Regions from separate parts of the Mus musculus genome. Here regions 2 and 3 are each linked to region 1. A link is a contact called in public HiChIP or PLAC-seq data. All regions are on one chromosome and are shown on one strand. Each heading gives the region's core, a stretch centred on a gene start, on an enhancer-like site or on the middle of the called end of the contact. The rest is flanking DNA. Distances are from core to core; before and after follow the strand shown.

Region 1 (2,700 bases), core at 170-2,669:
CACATGGCCGTCCTGCATCCATACTGAAGGAAGGGAACGGTATCATTAGCCTACAGGCTCTGGTGTCCTCTTTACCCTTTCCTTACCTCCCCCCTCTCCCAGTTCCCCCTCCTTGACCTCCCCCTCCCCCAGTGTCCCTCTCCAACCTCCCTCCTCCTCTAGTTCTCAGCAGCTTTTCAGAGTCACTAATGCATCAGGATGACCCACCAGCTTCTCATGCTTGTGCCTGGACCAGGTTCCAAGTCCTGTGAGGCACCTGCCCTGGTACCCACTTTGGAGATGGGGCACTGATGCTGGGTGAGATGGAAGAACTCACCTCCCCACCTTGCCTGGTGATGCTCTAAGAAGTGACACCTTGGAGACCTGGGCCCGGAGGGGTGATGCTCGTGGCCAGGAAAGCTGTTGCTGTGTCTTACTAAGGCCTTGTAATCAGTTGGGAGATGGGTGTGTGTTAAATGACACACATCTGGGCCAGGGAGCCATCAGGCTCAGGGGTTCACCAACTTCAATGCCCAGCTACCCCTGGTCTTTAGCCCATCCCTTTTCCTGAGACTTGTGCCCTGGGTATCTAGGGGAGTCTTGTACCCTGGTTATTACTCAAAGCCCTCAGAAGGAAACAAGAGCAATCCTTGTGGCATAGAAACAGAACAGACAACAGCACCAACTCATTTCCGATGAAAGCAAAGAACTGTGTTTTTAGTTCAGGTCAGTAGGACATAGGTGTGTGCTCTGTGAAATCTTCCTGCATCTGTGAGACTCAGCTCTCTCCCAGGCTTGGACACAGTGGGGTGACACTCGAGGTGTTAACACATTTCCTCTCACATCTTCATAATAAGAAGGAGGGCCTAGAGGACCTATGGTCCAACAACAACAACAACAACAACAACAACAACAACAACAACATGATTCCACTAAGTCCGGAGGAGGGCAGGTGCCTCCTTCATGCACCTATCTGCTTTCTTCTTGCTCCCAGAAGACAGCCAAGAGGAAGCCAAGAGGGCAGCCAAGAGGAAGTTTCTGTACAAATAGCCTCTCACCCTGGGCTCCGGTCCAAGTCTCCCGAAGGCACCAGCTTTTAGCTCAAAGGAAGCTTTTAATTAAAACCAACTGTTTAGCCCCAAATGGGCTCCCCAAGGATTTCGCCCATTGTGTTTAAGGCATCCAGAAGAAGCCCAGAGTTCAGAAGTAAGGTGTCGCTGCACCCTCCCTGAGCCAGATTCCCTCTTCTGGGAGTTCTGCAAGCCCCAGGTCCTTGGTGCACTCACCAGCCTCTCTCCTGGGAATGCCCAGCCTGTAGCTCTGGCTCGGTGGGTCCTGGCCTCTGCTCCTTTCTCTTAGCTCCTGAGAGAGAAACCCCAGGCACCGAGCGAGGCCAGTGTCAGGGTGCACTGAGCTAGACAGAGCTGTGTGCGGGGATCCAGGCAGCTGTGGCGCCGGTCCTGCCCAACTTGCGGCTCAGATCACGTGGGCTACTCCTGACCCGCCCAGCTCCGGGATCGACGTGCACCCCAGGGTGCCTGGACAGGCCAAGAGCAGAGCGGACTCCAGTGGCCCTCCTGGGAGGCGCTGAAGTGGGTATGGAGGACAGAGGCACCTTGTCCCCAAGCCGGTTGAGAGCAGAACACGCGTTGGAGTTGTGCGCTCATTTCCACCACTGGGTTCTGGTCCCCCATAGGAGGGATCTGCTGGCAAACCGCATCCTCTGAGAACACGGCACCTCCGCAAATATCCATTTTAACTCTTTACTTAGCTTCACAGACAGGGAAACTGAGGAAAAGCGCCCTACCCAAAGTCACCAACTTCTTAGTGAGACTGTGAGCCCAGGTTTCCAGCTGGAGTCGCTGTCCCCCAGGCCCTCAGATGGACTCACAAGCGGCCCCCCCCCCCCAGTCCGGCCAAGGCCTTGACTATTGAAAACAGTCCAGTAGGTCTGTGGTCTGAGAAGCTCCACCCAGAGATCTGCCCTGGATGTTGAAAGAACATAACCTCCCCCCATGCCGCAGCATAAGAGCACCCTGACCCCTTCCCTATGGCTATATTAAAAAACCAACCAAACAAAAATTCACTTAGCCAAGTGTGTGCTAGTTCACACCCAAAATCCCAACACTTGGGAGGCTGAAGCAGGAGGATTGCTGAAAGTTTCAGACCAACCTGTTTTAGTATTGAGTTCCAGCCAGGCCAGCCTGAGCTACAGAGAGAGGCCTCTACTCTTTGAGGACAACTTTTACAACTCAGTGCTGGCATCTGCAACATAGAGACAGGGCCGTAAACAATAACTAGCTCCAGGGTGGACAGATGTGATAGTAGCATTTATTCCCTGTCAGCAGGAGAGGAAAGGGAACCTTAGAAGACATGCTTTGGGTCATCTGCAGATGTGTGTGTGTGCGCGCGCGCGCGTGCGCGCGTGTGTGTGTGTGTGTGTGTGTGTGTGTGTGTGTGTGTGTGACTGAATATGTGATTGTGTGTGTGCATATGACTGAGTATGTGACTCTCTCTGTGTGTGCATATGACTATGTGATTCTCTGTGTATGTGTGCATGACTGAGTGTGTGAGTCTCTCTGTGTGTGCATATGACTGTGTATGTGATTGTGTGTGTGTGTGTGTGTGTGCATATGACTGTGTATGTGATTATGTGTGTGTGTGTGTGTGTGTGTGTGCATATGACTGAGTATGTGACTCTCTCTGTGTGTGCATATAACT
Region 2 (2,700 bases), core at 64-2,563, 630 kb before region 1:
TTTTTCTTCCACAGGACTATTCTGTACCTTAAGAAATAGCTACCCTTTGACCAACCACCTCTCTCCCATTTCTCATTCCTGCATGACAGGTCAATCCACTCAAAGATCTTGTCTGTCCCTGAGATCAAATTCAATGACAACCAAAGCTCTTGGTGGTAGAGGCCTTGCCTTGCTTTTTCATGTCACCCCGATAGCCCCAGGTGAGTCAGGCCAATAGGACATCATCCACAAAGTTTGTTGAATTGATGGAGGGAGGAATGACAAGAGACTGTACCAACATTGTGGCTTTCTCAGATTTTCTGCATACAGAAGAGAGCTCAGTGAACTCTAAAATCAGAGATGGGTGCAGAAGCACACCTACCAAACACCTACCAGCAGGTTCAGAAAGACCCCAAGGTGGACGCCGTACCAGGAAACTCTCCTGGGAATTGTTAGTTCCATTGTAGCAGCACTGCAAAGTGGAGCAGCTTTAAGGCAGGTGGCAAGTGTCACCCTTTTTCTGCAGGTGGGTCAAGCGCCCCTGTAAGAGTTGTGGCACTAGCAAGCTCTCTGGGGACAGCACTGTCGTTAAGGTGGGTGGAGGTGGGGCGGAGGACGTTTGTCCAGTAGCTACTGCGCTGACTGGCTGGCGGGATGGGGAAAGGGAACCTGTCCGCACGAAGGCTGACCTCTGAGGGCCCTTACTGACCAGTGAGCTCATACCTGGAAGAAGATCCGAACCCCATGGTCCAGCCAGGGTCATCGCTGACGGGGATGGGCTAACAGGGTGGCAGTTACAAGGCTAGCTCCACCAGAAAGAAACCTCCGTGGGAGGGATGTCCACGAGAGGCCAGGCAGGAGCGGGGGCGCGCGCCTAGGGCCGCGCGGAGCCTAACGTCCACACTTACTGACCCCGGGCGCGATTCCTCGGATCTGGCCTGCGAGGACCGAGGACCCGAGTCCCGGACGCCCAAGGGACACTCTGACCCCAAGACGCAACCCCGCTCCCTACTACCCCTAGCCGCGCACGTTACCTGCGGGTCCCGGGCCGGCCCGTCCATCGGGGCCGGTCCCGCCCTCCGCCATGCCTACTTGGTCCTCAGCCTCCGCCCTGACCCCGCCGCCTGTCCACCTCCGCAGCAATCCTGTCAGAGAGCAACGCTGTCAGAGAAGCACCGCCGGCGTTTCCGGCAGGTGGGCGTGTCCAGGGCTCGGCTTCCGGGGAGTATGAGCCTCCTTTTCGTACTTCCTGCTCCGGACGGAGGGTGCTGGGGTCTCCACTTCCGGCCTGGCTAACGGACTTGATTGCTGATTAGCGGGGTTGACCAAACTGCGTCTCCCGAGGCAACAGCAGCAGCTTCTGGGGAAACGCCTTTCCTCTGGGGGCGGAGGCTTATTTGCATGCCTCAGGAACTCCTGGTTGGTCGATTCTGTTCCCGCCCACTGGAGGGCGGGACGTGGGCGGGACCGTTACGGCCCAGTGGACTGTGGTCCGCTATCGCAGCGGCTGAAGGGTGTTGAGTGACGTGGGGCTGCGCTGCTGTCCTTTCTACGAGACTCCAAACGGTGCCTTCCGAGTCGGTGACTTGCAAAGTTGTGTTAGACGAAGGCAGCCCAGAATGTCTCCATGGAGCCAATAGTGTCTGTAACTTGGTCAAGGCGTGTTGACAGAGTGGCTTTCCCTCAAGCACTCCCGATTTTACATCGGTCACACTGTGTGCGTTGCGTTACGAACAGTTCTTAAGCATGGACGCTGTCGGGTCCTTTCATTCTCCTCTACACAACTTAGGGAAGGTACCTTGCAGGGGGAGGACCCCAGTGGACCGGGGGGAGACCGCGCCTTAAGGAGACAGAAGCGCCCCGCTGTCCTGTGAGATGGAGGCAAGGCCACAGTCTCCAACACCGCGGCTGTGACTTGTCTGCATCTTTGTGTGGTCATGGCACACCAGCTGGGAGCTAGCGACTATAGGTGCCCAACAAATCCTCGTGCCCAGACTGGCTCAGTTGCACAGGTCTGTGGAGCTGTGTGAGGCATCCTGGAACAGAGCCACGGGCTCTGAGGGTTTTGAGGGGAGCGGGGAGATTCCTGCAGTGGTGTTTGGTCTTGATAACACCGTTGGCACGAGGGACAGGTGACACCAATGACGCTGCAAGGCAAAGAGCCAGAGGTGGCTCAGCCTTATGGCTCTGCTCCACGGCTGCACATCCCTGGCTGGGATACCTCAAGGGTAAAACCACCCAAATGCGCATCAAAATGTGGTGTCGTGGCCATCCATATATCCTTTAAAAAGCCTCTGCCCCAGGTTACAACATGGCCAACCCTGGAGGATCTCTGCTCAGTGAAATAAGCCAGCAATAACGAACAAATAATGCACTCTTCCACACATAGGTCACTAAAGGAATCAGCTTCGGAAACAGAGTGGAATAGTAGGTGTCAGTTTGCTTCCAGAAAAGGGAGTGTCACGGGTGAGGGGACAGAGATAAAACTCCAGGCTGTCACCCTAGCCTGAGAACTTCGTTGAGACCAAAACTCAAGCAAAACTGGACTTACTGCTTTGGCTCGGGAAAAAAAAAATTTGTTAAGACTAATGGAAGCAATGTTGAGGTTTTATTTAAAATACTTTAACATTAGACTTTAACCTAAAGACTTAGAAGAGAGGTACTATGGAAGACACACCCAAGTATAGCTCCTCAAGGGAGTCACAATCCTTAGCACTAGCT
Region 3 (2,710 bases), core at 209-2,708, 760 kb after region 1:
GTCAAGCTGTGGGGTCCTGAGTTCTCTCTTGACATTTAACACGCTAGTTAAGGTCCTGATGGTTTTCCTATTTGAGCACTAAGTGGCTCCCACTCTCCCCTCGAGAGCTTTGCACTTTGTATTTGGCACTGAAAGCACTTGTTGCTGACAGCCAGCATGGCTCCTGGTGTTGTCTTGCCATCTCTTGGTTCTCCCAGAACATAGCAAGAAAACTCTCTCTCCCTCCCTCCCTCCCTCCCTCCCTCCCTCCCTCCCTCCCTCCCTCCCTCCCTCCCTCCTTCTCTCTCCCTCCTTCTCTCTATTTCCCCCATCCCACCTTAGATGTCTCTTTGTATTTCCATGAATTGTGGGCGGGCACATAGATAAAGGCCAGAATCAACATCAGGTTTCTTCCTGGACTGCTCTTCACCTCATTTATTTTTTCAGATGGAGTCTCTTCCTGAGCCTGGAGCTCACAGAACAGACTAGATCGGCTAGCAGTGCACACCAGGGATCGTCTTGTCTGCACAGGCTTCAAAGATGTGTGCCACAGAACCTGGCTTTTCCCCATGGGTGCTAGGGATCAAAAGTCAGGCCCGCATATTTCTCCCCCAAGGAATTAACCAATCTCCAGAGCCCTAGAAGCTCCTCCTCCCCCGCCCCCCAGGAACACCAGCTAACCCTTTTGAGCAGCCCATGAGTCTCCATCTTACCCAGCCACAGTCACTATGGCTGATTCCGGCTCCTCGAAGTCAGGACATGCTGAGTTGTGCCTGGCCTTTCTCAGCTTTTCCCAATTCCTTTCTCTGTTGAACCCTTTCATCAAAAAAACATCCCTGGGACCCTTGGTGTGTTGTCTGGCTGGCTGCTTTCTCCACAAAGACTTGGGGAACTGGGCCTAGCATAAATCAGGACTCCATTGCAGCCTCTAGATGGAGGTTCATACTGCTACAGGGTTGGGGAGAGGTTCGTACCTCCTTTGTTCCCTCCCTCGATAATGGTCTGTGGTTTGGGTCTGTTGCTTCCTGCGTTGGCTCTCCTCTTTCCCCTCTCCCTCTTCTCCACTTTCCCCCCACATTTTCCTCCCTCCCCGAATCCTGTCTCTCTATTGTGCGATTCAGGGCATGCCCCTAAAGGAACTGCAGATTCTTTGTAAAGTTTGCCACTAAATTTTAACGTTAACTAAGAATGAAAACTAAGAAAAGCCTTTTTGCGGGTCGCTGACGGCTCACATAAACAGGGCACTTCTCTTTTATGGAGTGCCGGCCTCTGCGCTTGCCAAAGTGCGCAACTTCTGCACCCACTCTGAAGATGGGAAGATGTCAGAGACTCCAGACAGAGACAAAGCAGGACCTGGAGAGCCGGACGTAGCTCCTCCCACCCGGTCAGCTGCAGAACTTGCCTCGCCCCTAGCTCCTCGCGCCCTGCCTTGCAGTTGCCACGGAAACGGAAACATAAGCAGGCACTGCTCAGATGTAGAGTTCCTGTTGCTAGGGGCCACCTGAAGACGCTCTAGTGGGAGAAGTGGGGTTCCAGAGCCCGAGGCAGCAACCGGAGCGAGGGAATCCCAGTCAGAGCCTGCTCTCCAGGAGGGTGGCCACAGGTCACCAACCCTGCCAAGCCTCTCCCTGCCCTAAGAGACAGGCTGTCCTCAGTCCCTGTTCCTCCCTCCAGAGGAATCCCCAACCTCTGAAAACCTCTAGGGGGAGTTCCCCCAACTTCGGCAGTAGGCCAGCCTTTAGAGGCCAAGGAAAAGCTTTCCTGTGGGTGAAGGAAAGACAGAAAGAGGCCAACCATGTCGAACCTGTAAGTGGTGGGTTACTATTGCCTTAGTGGGGGGGTCGCCTGGGCAGGGTGGCTTCTGCCTTTCCCCCTCCCTCCTCCCTCCTCCTTTTTATCTTTTATCAAGTTCAATGTGCCTCAGAAATGACTCTCCCTGTCTCAGCAAGGAACACTAGACTGTTTCCCTCCTTCCCCAGGGGAGGACCTCCAGGCCTTCATCACATGTCATGGGTGACCGAGGTGGCTTTTCTATTAGTCATGAAGGGGTTGCTTGTGGAAACACCAGTCCCTAGATCGAGCTCCAGAAAGATCTGGGGGAAGCAGCAATACCCTATTTCCCAGCCCAACCCCGAGGCTGTTGCCCTGTGTGTGTCTGTCCCCACCCTGTGTACCTGGCTCTGCACTTACTTCACATTGGGAGCACACGGTATGGCTTGACTGGAGTAAGTTTCAGGGCCCAGCCATGGCCACAGCCATCCTGTAAAGCTGTAGCTCTGCGTGCTGTTTCCATCTTGTTGAAGAGACATCCTCATGGGGCAGTGGCTCACAGCGTCAATGTGTAACAGCTGTATACCACAGCTCCAGCTCCAGCTCCAGCCTACCCCCAGCCTCCCAATACTGACTTTCAGGAAACCTAAGCCTGGAAGTGAGGAGTGGGGTGTGGGGAGACCAGGAAAGCAGACTGCATGCATGCAGCCTGTGGAACTCGAAGGAAGGCTGTTGAATATCAGCTCTTAGCTTCATAGAGATGAAGTAGGAACTTGACAGTGTGGACCCAGGATGGTCCATAGGAGACACAGAATAAGTGTAGGTAAGAGGGCGAGCCCGGATCAGCGGGAAGAAGAGCTAGCACGGCAAAGGATCCAAAACCCCTTCCTCCATGGGAAAATGGTGGAGAGAGAGAGAGAGAGAAAGAGAGAGAGAGAGAGAGAGAGAGAGAGAGAGAGAG

The links. HiChIP or PLAC-seq counts read pairs in DNA pulled down with a chosen protein or histone mark.
Region 2: a contact with region 1 is called in an H3K27ac HiChIP or PLAC-seq map of extraembryonic endoderm stem cells, with 4 times the contacts expected there. The contact joins the promoter of Asb1 here to the promoter of Mlph in region 1. A contact is called at or near these places in 2 of 115 datasets of contacts at active chromatin or transcription factors (extraembryonic endoderm stem cells and pancreatic cancer cells).
Region 3: an HNF4G HiChIP or PLAC-seq map of pancreatic cancer cells shows a contact between it and region 1. The contact joins the promoter of 4930434B07Rik here to the promoter of Mlph in region 1. A contact is called at or near these places in 1 of 39 promoter capture datasets (cranial neural crest) and 2 of 115 datasets of contacts at active chromatin or transcription factors (neural tube and pancreatic cancer cells).

Annotation. Positions count from the first base shown.
Region 1 is chr1:90,913,819-90,916,518 of GRCm38.p6, reverse strand. Mlph (melanophilin) reads right to left here and starts at 1,419. Exons shown (of 16, transcript NM_053015.3): 1 at 1,266-1,419.
Region 2 is chr1:91,539,178-91,541,877 of GRCm38.p6, reverse strand. It overlaps Asb1 (ankyrin repeat and SOCS box-containing 1), which reads right to left and starts at 1,313. Exons shown (of 5, transcript NM_001039126.2): 1 at 1,014-1,313. The coding sequence starts at 1,065.
Region 3 is chr1:90,152,240-90,154,949 of GRCm38.p6, reverse strand. 4930434B07Rik (a long non-coding RNA gene) reads right to left here and starts at 1,458. Exons shown (of 4, transcript XR_878374.2): 1 at 1,212-1,458; 2 at 693-877; 3 at 317-555. Iqca (IQ motif containing with AAA domain) reads left to right here and starts at 1,514. Exons shown (of 19, transcript NM_001368722.1): 1 at 1,514-1,785. The coding sequence starts at 1,775.